Regions from separate parts of the Rattus norvegicus genome. Here region 2 is linked to region 1. A link is a contact called in public Hi-C data. All regions are on one chromosome and are shown on one strand. The core of a region is the stretch at or near the end of the contact, and the rest is flanking DNA. Distances in the headings are between cores, read along the strand shown.

Region 1 (3,279 bases), core at 227-2,726:
CTACTGAGGCAAGTGGATGAAAAGAGAGCCAGACTTTGTGTGCTTAGTCAGGAAGCATCAGTTTCTGCTCACTGGACTTTCTGGTATGATTAGCCCTCACATTGCTTTACACTGGTATCCCAAATACTAGCTTAACTTTTTTCACATTTCAGTTCTTAAAAAGGAAGCCAAGACTCATTAACTGTACTTACTGACTGCCCTGTCCCCAACTTCTGGTGGGACAGTATACTTTTTCTGTCATCTCTTTGCCTATCCTGACTTTAGACTCATTTTGGTTCCCTGCATCTCTGTTGCTTAGCTGTGGAACACTGACAGCCTGCTTGGGGACTGCCTTATTTGATCTGTGCTAACCAGTGCCTCAGACCTGGTCCTTAAATTTGACATCTTGTATTCAACACTTAGAAAAACTCTGTATCTCACATGGTCCTTCAAAACGAAAACACAGGACAAAGTTCACTCCTTCTGTCTACTCTCTTACTCCCATATCCTTTCTTTTTTCCCATTTCCTTTACCCTTAACATCACTGTGAAAATAGCTTCAGTGGTAGAAAACTTGCCAACAGAGGATGAGATTTCTGCTGTGGTCATGTGCCAACTGCATACTATAAGGAATTCATGGCTCTTAGCTTTGAATAGGATTCTAAGTGAGAATGGAAATCAGTGAGAGAGAAAGGGAGAGAGAGATTTTTTATCTCCATTCTGTGATCAAACATTTGACAACCAGAAACTTAGAGAAGAAAGGGTTTATTTGTATATTTTGGCATATAGCTTGAAGGCAAACAGTCTACCCAAGTGATAGGCCAACCAGAAGGTGGCTGGTTACATTGAATTTACAGGAGCTGACAGTGAACAGAAAGTAAAGCTAAGACAGAAAACCTCAAGGGTCACTTAAACCAACAAGGCTTCTCCTCCTAAAAGTTGTGTTTTTCCCAAACAGCACCACTAGCTGGAGACCCACTGTCCAAACATGCGAGGTTATGGGGGGACATTTCATGTGAATCACCAAATAGACCTTGCTAGCTGAAGGTGTTTCTGTGCTTTGATGTCTTATTCTAAGGAGGCAAACACAAGGAAATAATCTAAGAAGATCCCAAGCTAAGGAATTTTGTTGATGTTATCATACATATATTTATTTTATTCAGTTGCTTCATACACCATGTATTTAGTATAGCCTGTCAAATATAAATGAGCCCCTACCTAGAGAGAATGTCATGACTGATGTGAGATTTCTGGGAATTCCCAAGCAGAATGAGTTCATGGAGCTTGGAGACACAGAATACCTCTGTCTTTGAAATTAAGCCAGAAGCATTCAAATTACATCATAGTCATAGTCAACTTCAGAAGCAAATTTGCATAATCATTGCTAAAAAAAAAGCTGTTCTCTAATCTTCAAAAAGTATGAGGATTCTATCAGGAATGCATGTTGGAAATGAGAGAGACCTGTAGTGTTTTCTGTTGCACTTAATTGTTTCAGATTAAGTGAAATTATATGGGTGACAGATTCCTATTTTCTTTGAACCTACTTCCTTTTGCATGCTGTGACATACTAAACAAAAGGGTGTGCCTAAAAGTGGGGAGGTAGACTGGAGAAGGGAAGTCGATCAGGTTGCTAAAACCTGATAACATCTCCCCCTTTGTTCTATTTCTAAAATCCTCAGGAAGCCTTCTGATCCGGAATTTGATTTCCTGTATAGTTCTACCTACCAGAAGGGATGTGCAGACAGTTGGCCTAGCTCCTGGACCAAGCATGCCTCCAGTTTTACATGAATAAATTGGCTTTTTGACAGAGTGAATCAGAGTATAAGGTTGCTTTGCATGAATCTAGCTCTAAAATTGCATGAGCCTAAAAACTGTGAGTCCAGGAAAGGGCATTGGAAATAAGATGTGGGCATTTGAGTAGCTGTATAGAAGTAAACCCTTTGTGTTTTTATTTATTTTTTTCAGGTAGTTAATTATTTTTCATAAAGTTAAGTTCACATAGAACTTTAAGATTTACTGGCATCATGCACGTTCCAAAGCTGAGACCATTTTTGAGCATTGGGGTGATCCTTTCCCACACAGGAATGTCTATTTAAGCCATCAGTGACTCTTGATGTTTGCACTGAGATAAACCATATTATTTTGTGAGATTCTGAACAGTTATACCCCAGTTTCCACTGGGTATCTCCATGCAGACTTCTGTGTATTAACAAAACAAGTAATTTTTTTCTAAAGGAAGGTTAAGATGTGAAAAAAAAGAAACAGAAAGACATTGGAAAAATAATTAAGCTGTGGGTACCCTAGAGAAGGGCAACAATGCCCTTTCTCAACAGTACCGATTAACAAATAAAAATCCCAGTACCAGAAATGGCTTACTACTTTTGGATTTGTTGGCTAATATGGTCCCATAGGTCCCCCAATTTCATAAGTTGTTGTTAATATTCTTGGTTATTCTTCAGACTTACCTTGACAATAAGGACCCATTGCTGAAGACTATACATATTTGAATCATAGAACATGAAGAAATATAGTGGGTGCTCACCAGAGAAGCTTAATTTTGCATTAGGTGAAAAATTAATGCAGAAATACACAAAAGGCCACAATGCAGAGAATGAGAGACTGTGGAATGCTCAACCCCACTAAAAGGAGCGTCTATATTACACTTCTTCCTCTCAAAAATTATTGTGGAAAGGATGGTAGTAGAAAGATTATAGGAGGCAGAGGTGGTGCAGATTAAAACAAAATGGGTTTTTATGGATATGACAGGACAGTATGAACTCACACTGGTTATGCCAGCTTCCTCATAACCTGCAAAAGGCCAACTCAGACAATATCTTACCATGGAGAGGGGAAGGAAGCATGAAGTCCTACCCCTAATGAGGAGACATTAGCAAGTTATAGCATCTTGGGAGAGGGAGAATCAGATTTATTTGAAGACTTAGACTTTGGTAGGTAGATTATGCTTCAGTGGATGGTGACACACTAAGAGTGTGTGAGGAGTACAAATTGGATTTGATGGGTTTAGGGGAAAAAAGGCACATAGGTGAGAATGGGGTGGATATGGAAAGAATTAGGAAGAGTGTGGTGAGTGTGGTCACAATGCAATTTCTGTTCATTTTCACTTATTTGTTAGTATAGCTTTTCGAGATATTTATACCTTCTGAATATTAATTATCCCCTTTTAGATTTATAGTCTGCAAATTTTATTTTTTGATACAGATGTGTAAAATAAATGTGTTACATTTTCAGGTTGCTCTTACAATTGGTGCACTGGAACAAGCACAACCTCCTAAATCCCAGC
Region 2 (3,279 bases), core at 232-2,731, 360 kb before region 1:
CAGGCCAGGAGATGGGGTCATGTAGAACTTTGTAATGTTTTTCAGTTTATCCCTTGGGAGAAATTGTCTTTTACACTTCCAGTTTCTAGTTCCCTAAGGCGGCTTCTGATTGGATTAAAATATGTCACCACTAGGCTCCTGGACCAGTCCTCTGGGGCAAGGTAGGAGAGTAGTGTGAACTGGGCCCAGTGTGGTCTCCACCTTCTTGGACTAAGTGGTTCTTTCAGGAACCTCGTGGATGTGGGAGCTTTAGAAGGGGCTGCAGCTTCAACTGGGACTGGAGGCTGCTGGTTAGGGTGGAATTTAGGAAACCAAGAGTCTGTAGGCTGTTTTCTGAAACAGGAAGAGGGGCTTTGACCTGAGTGCAGTGTTTCCAGAAAGAGTTGCCCATTTGAAAAAAAGGAGACAGAGAGGTGCAAAGTCTAGATGTATAACTCCCTAGTTGCCCAGAAGACAATGGCTCTCCCCACTTCGATGATGTGTCCACAAACAGGTTGAGCCCTCAGCCCAAGCTCAGAAGCCTTGAATAGTCCTGCATCTCCAAAGCACTAGTTCGCTTTCATCTCTGCACAGGCCCAGCCCTCCCCTTCCTTCCTGAGCTAAATAAGACTTGGCTTCTTGGTGGCATTTGCACAGGCCTGCGACAGGGAAAACAGTCTGTGGCCTTCTCCTCCTCTGGTGTCACTATCCAAGCTGGGTATGCTGGATGTGCAAGGGGGGGGGGGAAAAAAAAAGCCAGGGCTCCAGGAGACACCAGCTTGGTGGCACTGGCCCCACCCGAGTTGGTAGCACAAACAGGGGGAGGGGGGGTGGTTCTGGATCTTTTAATGCAAATTCTGTTAACCTAGCACTGAAGATGGTTGAGTACCCAATGGTCCAGTTTGCAAGGTGGGAAGAGGAGCCTACACTGTGCACCTGTAACGAAACACGTGCACCTGTAAGGAAACACGGACACCATGGCTTACAAAATGTCACCAGAGCTGAGGTGCAGGTTCCTAGAGGCTCCTTGGATCGGGGACTCCAGCAGGAAAAGGGACCCGGAGCTTTCCAGACCTTGAAGACTGTATCTTGTGTGTATGTCGAAATGTTGGGATGGGGCAAGGCCTTTGCAATCTCTACTTCCCTTGGTGACTGCTGCTAGCCTTGTAACCTCCTCTGCCGCGTGGTATGGGCTTGGAGGTAGGTGGTGGGACCAGTTCTATCAGCCAGATGAATTTTTGGCTAAACATAACATTGAAAACCCCTTCTCCCTAGCCCAAGGCCCCCTCTTGACTTGGTGGAGGCGATCCTGCTGCGGCTGAGATCCATCCAGCCTGGCCAGGCAGCCGCCGCAGTTCCCCTCCCCCGCCGGACTGTGAGCCCATTTTCGCTCGGCTGGTCTCTGCGCCGCCGGATGGATGGCGCCCCACCCCCCGCTCCTCTGCTCAGTCATTCAGACTTGGAAAGTCAATAACACGCTGACATCATCAGGGGTTTGTGTATTATTACACGGCTACTTTCCAGAATACCTGGCATTATCTAAGAGAGGAGCACTCGATTGCACCAGCAAGGCCCAGAGCGGAGTCTGCAGCCCCGGGGAGGCGCGGCTGCTCTGGCCCGGCTCTTTTTTCCACCGGGAGTACCTCCAGGGCACCAATTAGGAACAGATGGTGGCTTCTGCTCTAAAAGCAGATGCACTTTAGATATCGATACAGATTCATTTTGGCTTGGGGGTGTACTCAGAAGTCACCCTCAAGTGACCTCCATTTCTTCTGAAAACACACATGCCCTGACTTTTGGTCCTTAAAGAGCATTTTCAATGACTCTCACAGAGGCAAAAAAGAAAGGCATTTGCTCTAACCAGAAGCCAAACCCTGCCTCTTGAGGCTTGGGGTGGGGGTGGCGGTGGGGGTGGGGTGTTATGTAATCACCATTGCGGCTGATTAGCGCTTTGCTTTGCCTCCAAGGCTGAACTGAAGGTTTTGGTGCCTGAGTTTCTCTTTAAGCTTACTGCAGGGCAAACGCACAGAAAAACACGGCCCAGATTTATGGTGCAAAACTGCTCTCCAAGCAAATTGCCTTAGCATTCTGTTTCGGTTCTGGAGCAGGGGAAGTAGATGGATTTGGTGTTAATTAAGATCTCTTTATCTTACTGTTCCGGTGGTTCCTTTGCCTAGAACGAGGATTTTTTTTTTTTAAGTCTATGCATTTAAGCAGTTTACTTCTCTCCCCCTTGCTGTGAACGGTACATTGAAGTTGCTTTGATACTAATTAAATGTATAGATTGCTGCCACTTTGTTCTTGAGAACACATTCACATATTAAAGACAATACATCCAATAACTCACGCAACATGGTGCCTTTTCTGTTTGGCCAAACAGGCTATTTATTTACAGACACAGGACAGGTCTCCTTTAAATTCTCTTCGGTACTTTTAATTGGGGAGAAAAAAAATGGCAGCCAGCCCTAATTTGGAGAATGACAAGGGGAAGGAAGGGCTGGCCCTCCTTGGCCTCATCTTACCCCTCCTGCTCCCGGCAGGGAGCTGCCTGATCTAAAGTCCTTAAGTGCTCCCCTGGAGGAAACAGAGCAGACAGCCTCTCAACTAGTAAGGTTTTCTCTCCCAGCAGCCCGTCATTCAGAAGGTTAGGGCAACTTCCCTCTAAATGCTATGAAGGAGAACAGTCTGAAGCTGTCATTTCTTGAATTCAGCCACAGCTGGTGAGCACACAGCTGGGAGTCGGGGCAAAAACTTCCAAGATGGCCCCCTGATTGCCTGAGAAGTGTCTGAAATGGTGAGACATGCAGAAAAATGGAAGTTACGGGGTGGGGAAGAAAATGAACCCTCACTTTGGAGCCTGGTTGAAACCTCTAGCCAGCTGTAAAGGAAGATTTTTTTTTTTTTTTTAAGATGAAATTTGCTGTGAAGGTTGCTGTCATACAACCAATATTCCTGTGTATGTGCATGCAGGCCCAGCAACCTCAAGTGTCTTTCCTCACCAGGCGATTCCCACTTTATGCTTAAGATGGGGAGTTTCTCAGTTTTTTGGTTTTGTTTTTATGTGTATGGGTGTATGTATGTATGTATGTATGTATGTATGTGTGCAAGGGCCTATTGTGGTTAGAAGAGGGTGTTTGATGTCCTGGAACTGGAGTGGTTTCAGTGGTTGGGAGTTCCCAGATGTAGGTACTGGGGGTTCATCTCTGGTCTTCAGCAAAAGCAGCAAAGGCTCTACCTCGAGCCCAGTGGTCTACTCCTTGAAGTAGGCTAGGTTAGATGGCCAGAGAGGCCCAGCACATT

The links. Hi-C and Micro-C count contacts between places; a contact is called where the count stands out from the background.
Region 2: a contact with region 1 is called in a Hi-C map of frontal cortex, with 1.8 times the contacts expected there. The contact joins two enhancer-like sites. A contact is called at or near these places in 1 of 12 Hi-C or Micro-C datasets (frontal cortex) and 1 of 1 datasets of contacts at active chromatin or transcription factors (oligodendrocytes).

The regions. Positions count from the first base shown.
Region 1 is chr2:106,223,813-106,227,091 of GRCr8, reverse strand. No RefSeq gene overlaps it. Among named protein-coding and RNA genes, the nearest start is that of Tbl1xr1, 510 kb to the left of the region's middle. Within about 2 kb of position 1,476, at least 4 of the 93 cell types and tissues checked have an H3K27ac peak or open chromatin away from gene starts, as enhancers often do.
Region 2 is chr2:106,585,788-106,589,066 of GRCr8, reverse strand. No RefSeq gene overlaps it. Among named protein-coding and RNA genes, the nearest start is that of Tbl1xr1, 140 kb to the left of the region's middle. Within about 2 kb of position 1,481, at least 89 of the 93 cell types and tissues checked have an H3K27ac peak or open chromatin away from gene starts, as enhancers often do.